Linked DNA regions of Rattus norvegicus: region 2 is linked to region 1. Evidence: chromatin contacts called from public HiChIP or PLAC-seq data. All regions are on one chromosome and are shown on one strand. The core of a region is the stretch at or near the end of the contact, and the rest is flanking DNA. Distances in the headings are between cores, read along the strand shown.

What was found. HiChIP or PLAC-seq counts read pairs in DNA pulled down with a chosen protein or histone mark.
Region 2: an H3K27ac HiChIP or PLAC-seq map of oligodendrocytes shows a contact between it and region 1, with 4 times the contacts expected there. The contact joins the promoter of Ncl here to the promoter of Psmd1 in region 1. A contact is called at or near these places in 1 of 12 Hi-C or Micro-C datasets (hepatocytes) and 1 of 1 datasets of contacts at active chromatin or transcription factors (oligodendrocytes).

Annotation. Positions count from the first base shown.
Region 1 is chr9:94,156,552-94,159,401 of GRCr8, forward strand. It overlaps Psmd1 (proteasome 26S subunit, non-ATPase 1), which reads left to right and starts at 1,420. Exons shown (of 25, transcript NM_031978.2): 1 at 1,420-1,576. The coding sequence starts at 1,561.
Region 2 is chr9:94,454,731-94,457,580 of GRCr8, forward strand. It overlaps Ncl (nucleolin), which reads right to left and starts at 1,353. Exons shown (of 14, transcript NM_012749.2): 1 at 1,210-1,353; 2 at 157-273. The coding sequence starts at 1,227.

The DNA.
Region 1 (2,850 bases), core at 170-2,669:
GGTACCTGTGGAGGCAGAGGGAGCATCGAATCCCCCAGGAGCTGGAGTTATAGGCAGTTGTGAACTGCTCAGTGTGGGTGCTGGAGACTGTATTTGGGTCCTCTGGAAGCTTAACCATGAAAGGCAACTGCCCCTTTTTTTTTTTTTTTTTCTTTTTTTTCTTTTTTTCGGAGCTGGCGACTGAACCCAGGGCCTTGCACTTGCTAGGCAAGCGCTCTACCACTGAGCTAAATCCCCAACCCCGGCAACTGCTCTTTTAAGACAGGCTCTCCATCTATGACTCCTATCTCATCAGAATTCCCTATGGAGACAAGGCTGGCCTGGAACTCACAGATCTGCCTCCCGTTGCCTCCAAAGGGGTGCACCTCCATGTTTGACACCCGTAAAGTCTATTTTTGCGTGTGTGTTCATATTTGGGGTAAGGAGAGGTCCTCTGGAGGTTGTAGCTGTACAAAAGACACAGTCATGGAGGCAAGTTTGTGTCAAACTTGCACACATATATAAACACACACACATTATACACACACACACATACACACATATGTGCAAGTAGGCTGGAGGTTAACATTGGGTGTCTTCCTCAGTTGCTCTTCCACCCCTCCCTAGGACCCACCCCCTCAAAGGTCTCACTTTGTGGCTCTGGCTGTCCTGGAATCTACTTGTAGGCCAGGGTGGCCTTAAATCCACAGAGATCTGCCTGCCTCTGCCTTTGCCTCTGCTTCCTGGGTGCTGTGATTAAAGGCGTGAACCATTACACTCAGCCACTTTATTTTTTGAACCAGAGTCTCTTACTAGACCTGGAGCTCACTAACTGGCTGGACCAACAGCAAGCCCCAGATAATCGACCCGTTTTCACCTCCTCCAGCCCTGGGTTTACACCGGCCACTGAGAATCCAGACTCAACCCACTTAAGTGACCAAGTCGTCTCTCCAGCAGTATTCCACCACTACCTTTCCCCCACTTAAATAGCATATCTTTTATAACCTAGGCTGGCCTCGAATTCAAGATCCTTCTGCCTCAGTTGCTTTTCTAAGAAAACACGTACCTATATTCCCAATAGTCTTGGGTTGACGGGCATTACTGCAGTGAGACCGCCATACCATTAGGTGGCGCTGCGAGCACTGCTTAGACCTTCCCTAGCACCCTTTCTCTTAGCAATGGCGGATGATGAGAGGACCTCTCTTTGCAAGGGTGTCTATTTTGAAGCCTGATGGCAAGTGCAAATGAATGTTCGTTCCTAGCCGACCAGATCTATGACCTCGCGAGAATTATAAAAAACAACGGCATTATTTTACCCTATTGCATGGTATCGAGAGGCCGGAGCTGCCTAAAAGACACAGGCGTGGAGGTGAATTTGCGTCAAGCCTCAGGCGGAGATGAGGGCAGCCCTAGGGCGGGCGAGGTCCTCGGCTAGAAGCGAGCCGGCGGCCTGTGAGGGGACTGACTGAGCAGCGCACCCGGGAACCTGGAGGTGCGGTAGAGCAAGCGGGCCCTGAGCTGACAGATCCAGGGCTTGGCCAGAACTGTGGACGAGCGGATCGGCGAGTGCAGGGCGCAGCCATGATCACTTCAGCCGGTGAGTGCGGCCGGGAGCAGGCGCCCCAGTGAGGAGCCACCTCCGCGCCGGCGTTTAGCTGAGTCAGGGCGGGTGACTGGGCACCTCCGGGTCGAGCGCCGGCCTGCGCGGCCCCTCTGCCCGAGGCCCACCTCGGGGATCAAGGGCTGGGAGACTGACCAGGCTACTGCAGGCCCCTTGGGTTCGTAGGAATAGGACCAGGTAGCCACCTGAGCGTCCCTGGCCAGCCACACCCCCGTGCCAGGACCGGACCGGGCTCCTAGGCGGTCGCTGGACCTTTATTCTCTCTGTCCGCTTCTTGGTCGAATGACCCCCGATCCTTCCCCGTAGGTGTATCAGCTTGGGATGCGCCCCGGTGCCATCGTAACATCTTATAGCAGCTCCTGGCCGGGCAGCCTAACTGCTACACTTCTGTGCTTCTGGCTCGGGCTTGAGATACCTTCTCCTAGAAGTCCGAAAGTAGGTTTGAGGTGGCTGGGTTTCTGGGGCCACCTTATTCACTTAAGAACCTCGTTCAGTGAAGGAAGTATTGAGTGGAAAGCCAACTTACCGTGTGTGTTTGAGATTCTCGGGACTGCAAAGCCGGGTTCACCCACTTGTATAGTTTTAGGTACTTGTAGTGGCTATTGAAATGGGAAGGTGTTGGGATGAACTGCTAAATGGAAACTTTCAAGCCCACCACTATACACTTGATTTGCATATAGCTGTTCCCGGTCTTGGTGCTTTTTCAGCCTTGGCTGCTTGGTTGTCCTTATTCTGTACTTGCGCTACAAGTATTTGATTGTGAACAAACAGGTTCTCAGTAGACAGTAATCTGTATGGTGGGGACCTTAAGACCATCTTTATGAGGATTGGTTAAGGAAATGGGTAGAGATGTTAGACCTTTATTCTCTTCCCCCCTCTTCTCTTCTCTTTTATCGTTTTGTCTGTTTCAGACAGGCAATCACTTTGTAGCGCTGTCCCCGAACTCACTATGTAGACCAGGCTGACCTCAAACTCACAGAGATCTCCTGCCTCTGCTTCCCAAATACTGGGACTTATTTATACTCTGCACCACTACACCCTGTGATGGCTGTTTTCAGACACATGAAGAAGTGTTTGTACTTGAAGTCAGACTTTTGTCCTGATAAATACAGATGATTATAATGAACTTTAGTTCCCATCAAAGGAAATATTTCCTTTGTTTCCCAATAAGCTCTGGGGGTAAATACTAGATTTTTTTGACACTCGTAAGTCTAGGCTTAGGTCCCGCCATTACTCTTGGTCTTGTTGGC
Region 2 (2,850 bases), core at 103-2,602, 300 kb after region 1:
AAACGGAGGGAAAACCACCCCACAAATCTACAGTAAACTCTACTCAATACAACATACGAAACTCTGCCCAGACACCCCCCCGAACTGACTGTTATTTCTGACACTTCCAGTCAATCTACCACTGCAAATCACACAATTTTTCAAATAGCATCCTACCTCCTCTTCTCCACTGCTGTCATCTTCATCTTCTGACATTTCTTCATCCTCACTATCTTCTTCCACCTCCTTTGGAGGAGGAGCCATTTTCTTGGACTCTCCGTGGGTTTTGCCGGCCTACAAATGCACACAAAAAAATCACCCGCATTGTAAGCCACTTTGTCCTCGGCCACCACCTCCTTTCTTACTAAAGAACACAAGCATAAAGACTTCTCGTGGCCAGGCACGACACTCTTCCTGGCAAATTTTTCTGAGAACTGCGCATAATTTGTCTTACAGACAGAAACCTTCACCAGGAAACAGCCACAGGTTTTTAAAGTCTACTTAGTCGTGGCACTTTATTTTCTGGCACGTTCCACAAAAAAGAAAAAAACCCAGTTAAAGGTTCCATTTTAACTATTTGCCGGGGAAGGGGGTTATCTCGAAGGCACCTCTTAAAAGCATCTCTGTATCGGAGCTACTTCCTACTTTCTCACGCTTACAGCCAAACCACGTGGAGTCACCTAGCCGGTCACCACGCGCTACCTCAGGAGCCCACCACGTGTCCATCTACCCGTCACGGTCAGGGACTGCGGATCGCTAGGTAACTAGGCCAACTCTACTGTCCCCTTTCCCGGTGTACTCCCACTCCCCTCACTGCCTCGGACGCGCGACACGTGCGGAGCGCCGTAACCCACGTGGCGGGCCGCGCACCGGAGCACGTGCGCCGGGAGGCGGGGCCGAGAGCGCTAGCCGCTTAAGGTTGGCCCACTTCACTCGCCGAGCCTCCAACCCCCTCTCCGCGCTCAACTCCTCCGACTTCCCCTCACACCGACCCCCGGCCCCGGTGCACTCTACATCGCCCTCCCAGAACCTGCCTCGGCTCCTCTCATCCCTCAAGTCAGAGGCCAAACACCGCGAGACCTCCCGCTAGTCGCGCGAGACTTCCCTCAGCATGGCGCCCTCGAACGCGCCCGGGACTGTGCGCAGGCCCTCCTCCCCTCCGCGACGGGCGCGCGCGCGTCTCTCAGAAAGCAGGCCTAGTCGTCCGTGTTCGCGCGTCAGGCCTATTACCTTTGCGAGTTTCACCATGATGGCGGATTACGGCGACGGCGTGTGTAGAGAGCGAGCAGCTCAGAAGAGCTTAGCGGAACCCACGCGAAGACGACTGGATCGGCGGGTAATGAAGACTCTGGAGCACGTACAACCGCCTGCCAGCTACAGCTAGCGTCTGAGGCAAAAGACTGAGCTTGCCCAGTAATCGCCTCTGGAAAGGCGACGAAGGTGTTCTCGTGACCTCACCTCCACCAACCAGAGCTCGCGTCCGTCCCCCGAACCAACCGCGAGCCTTAACCCAGGACGGCGTGGGTCGGGCCTAAAGCGTGGGGGAGGGCGGGGCTCTTAGGGGCAGGGCCTGACGTCTGCTTTTGAGGGCGGGACTAGTTTTGGCCAAGGCGGACGTTGATTGGTCAGTGTGCTGGTCCTTTGAGTGTTCCTGAGCGCCCGCTCGCTACACGCCTGCGCAGTGAAACGCGCGAGTTTGGCGCGGCTTGAGTGAGGCGCGAGTAGGTGGCGGTATGGCCCGGATTCCCTCAGGTATCCGTACGCCGCATGGACGTCTGTGCTTAGGTGGTCTGGGCATTTCTCGGGGATTTCCCTTGCGTAGCGGAAACCTGCGCCTCCCGGTGGACTTCTCAGGGGCCTAGAACGTTCGCCGCGCTGAAGAGCTGGAGAGCGCCGGAAGGCCTAGAGTTCATTCGGGCCGTTTAGTGGGCCTTGGCCTGCCCTCGGTAGAGGTGGCGGTCCTCTTGGCTGTGGTAGCCTGATGCGAGCCACCACTTTCCTGAGAGCTCCTAATAAAAGCAATTTCGCGCGCGCGCGCGCGTGTGTGTGTGTGTGTGTGTGAGCAGTGCACAAACAGTCCATTTAATCTCTGACCTCACGCGGTAGGTATAACTCCAGGTTCAGAGAGGTGACTTCCTGGTGTGTGGTGGGAGAAGTACTCGGCCTGCCTGGGACCGCTCACGAGTTCCCTCCGTGGCAGAGGACGAGAGAGTTGTCTTGGATTGCTTTAAACGGATTGCCACTAACTGGTTCCAAGCGTAGCAAACGGGTGCCCTCATCAGCTGACAATATCGATTAAAAATTACCTGTGGAGGTGCTGGTGGGGGTTGAGATAGGGCCTCACTATTTGCTCTGGCCGTCCTAGAGCACACTGTGTAGACCAGGCTAGCCTCGACCCGCGTCGTCACGCCCGGCCCAATCTAGAAGATTTGATTGGAGTTTTTTGTTTTTTTGTTTTTTTGTTTTTTGGTTCTTTTTTCGGAGCTGGGGATCGAACCCAGGGCCTTGCGCTTGCTAGGCAAGCGCTCTACCGCTGAGCTAAATCCCCAACCCCTTGATTGGAGTTTTTGAGATAGGTTTTCTCTTTGTAGCCCTGGCTGCCCCGGGACTCATTCTAGACCAGGCTGCCTTCGAACTCGGAGATACCCCTGCCCCCTCCTTTGCCATCCTCGGGAGATTTTAACTCAAGTGGGATGTGTTGAGACCCCGGGTTTTCTATCTGAACACGGGCCTTTGGAGATAAGTAGAAATAGTCACTGCGTGATGCTTACTTCCTAAGGCCTTCCCAACATGGTGGAGGGCAGCCACAGCTACACACAAGTGCTCTCTAGTCAGGGCAGGTGATGCGGACCAGTGTTGTGTGGGGGCATT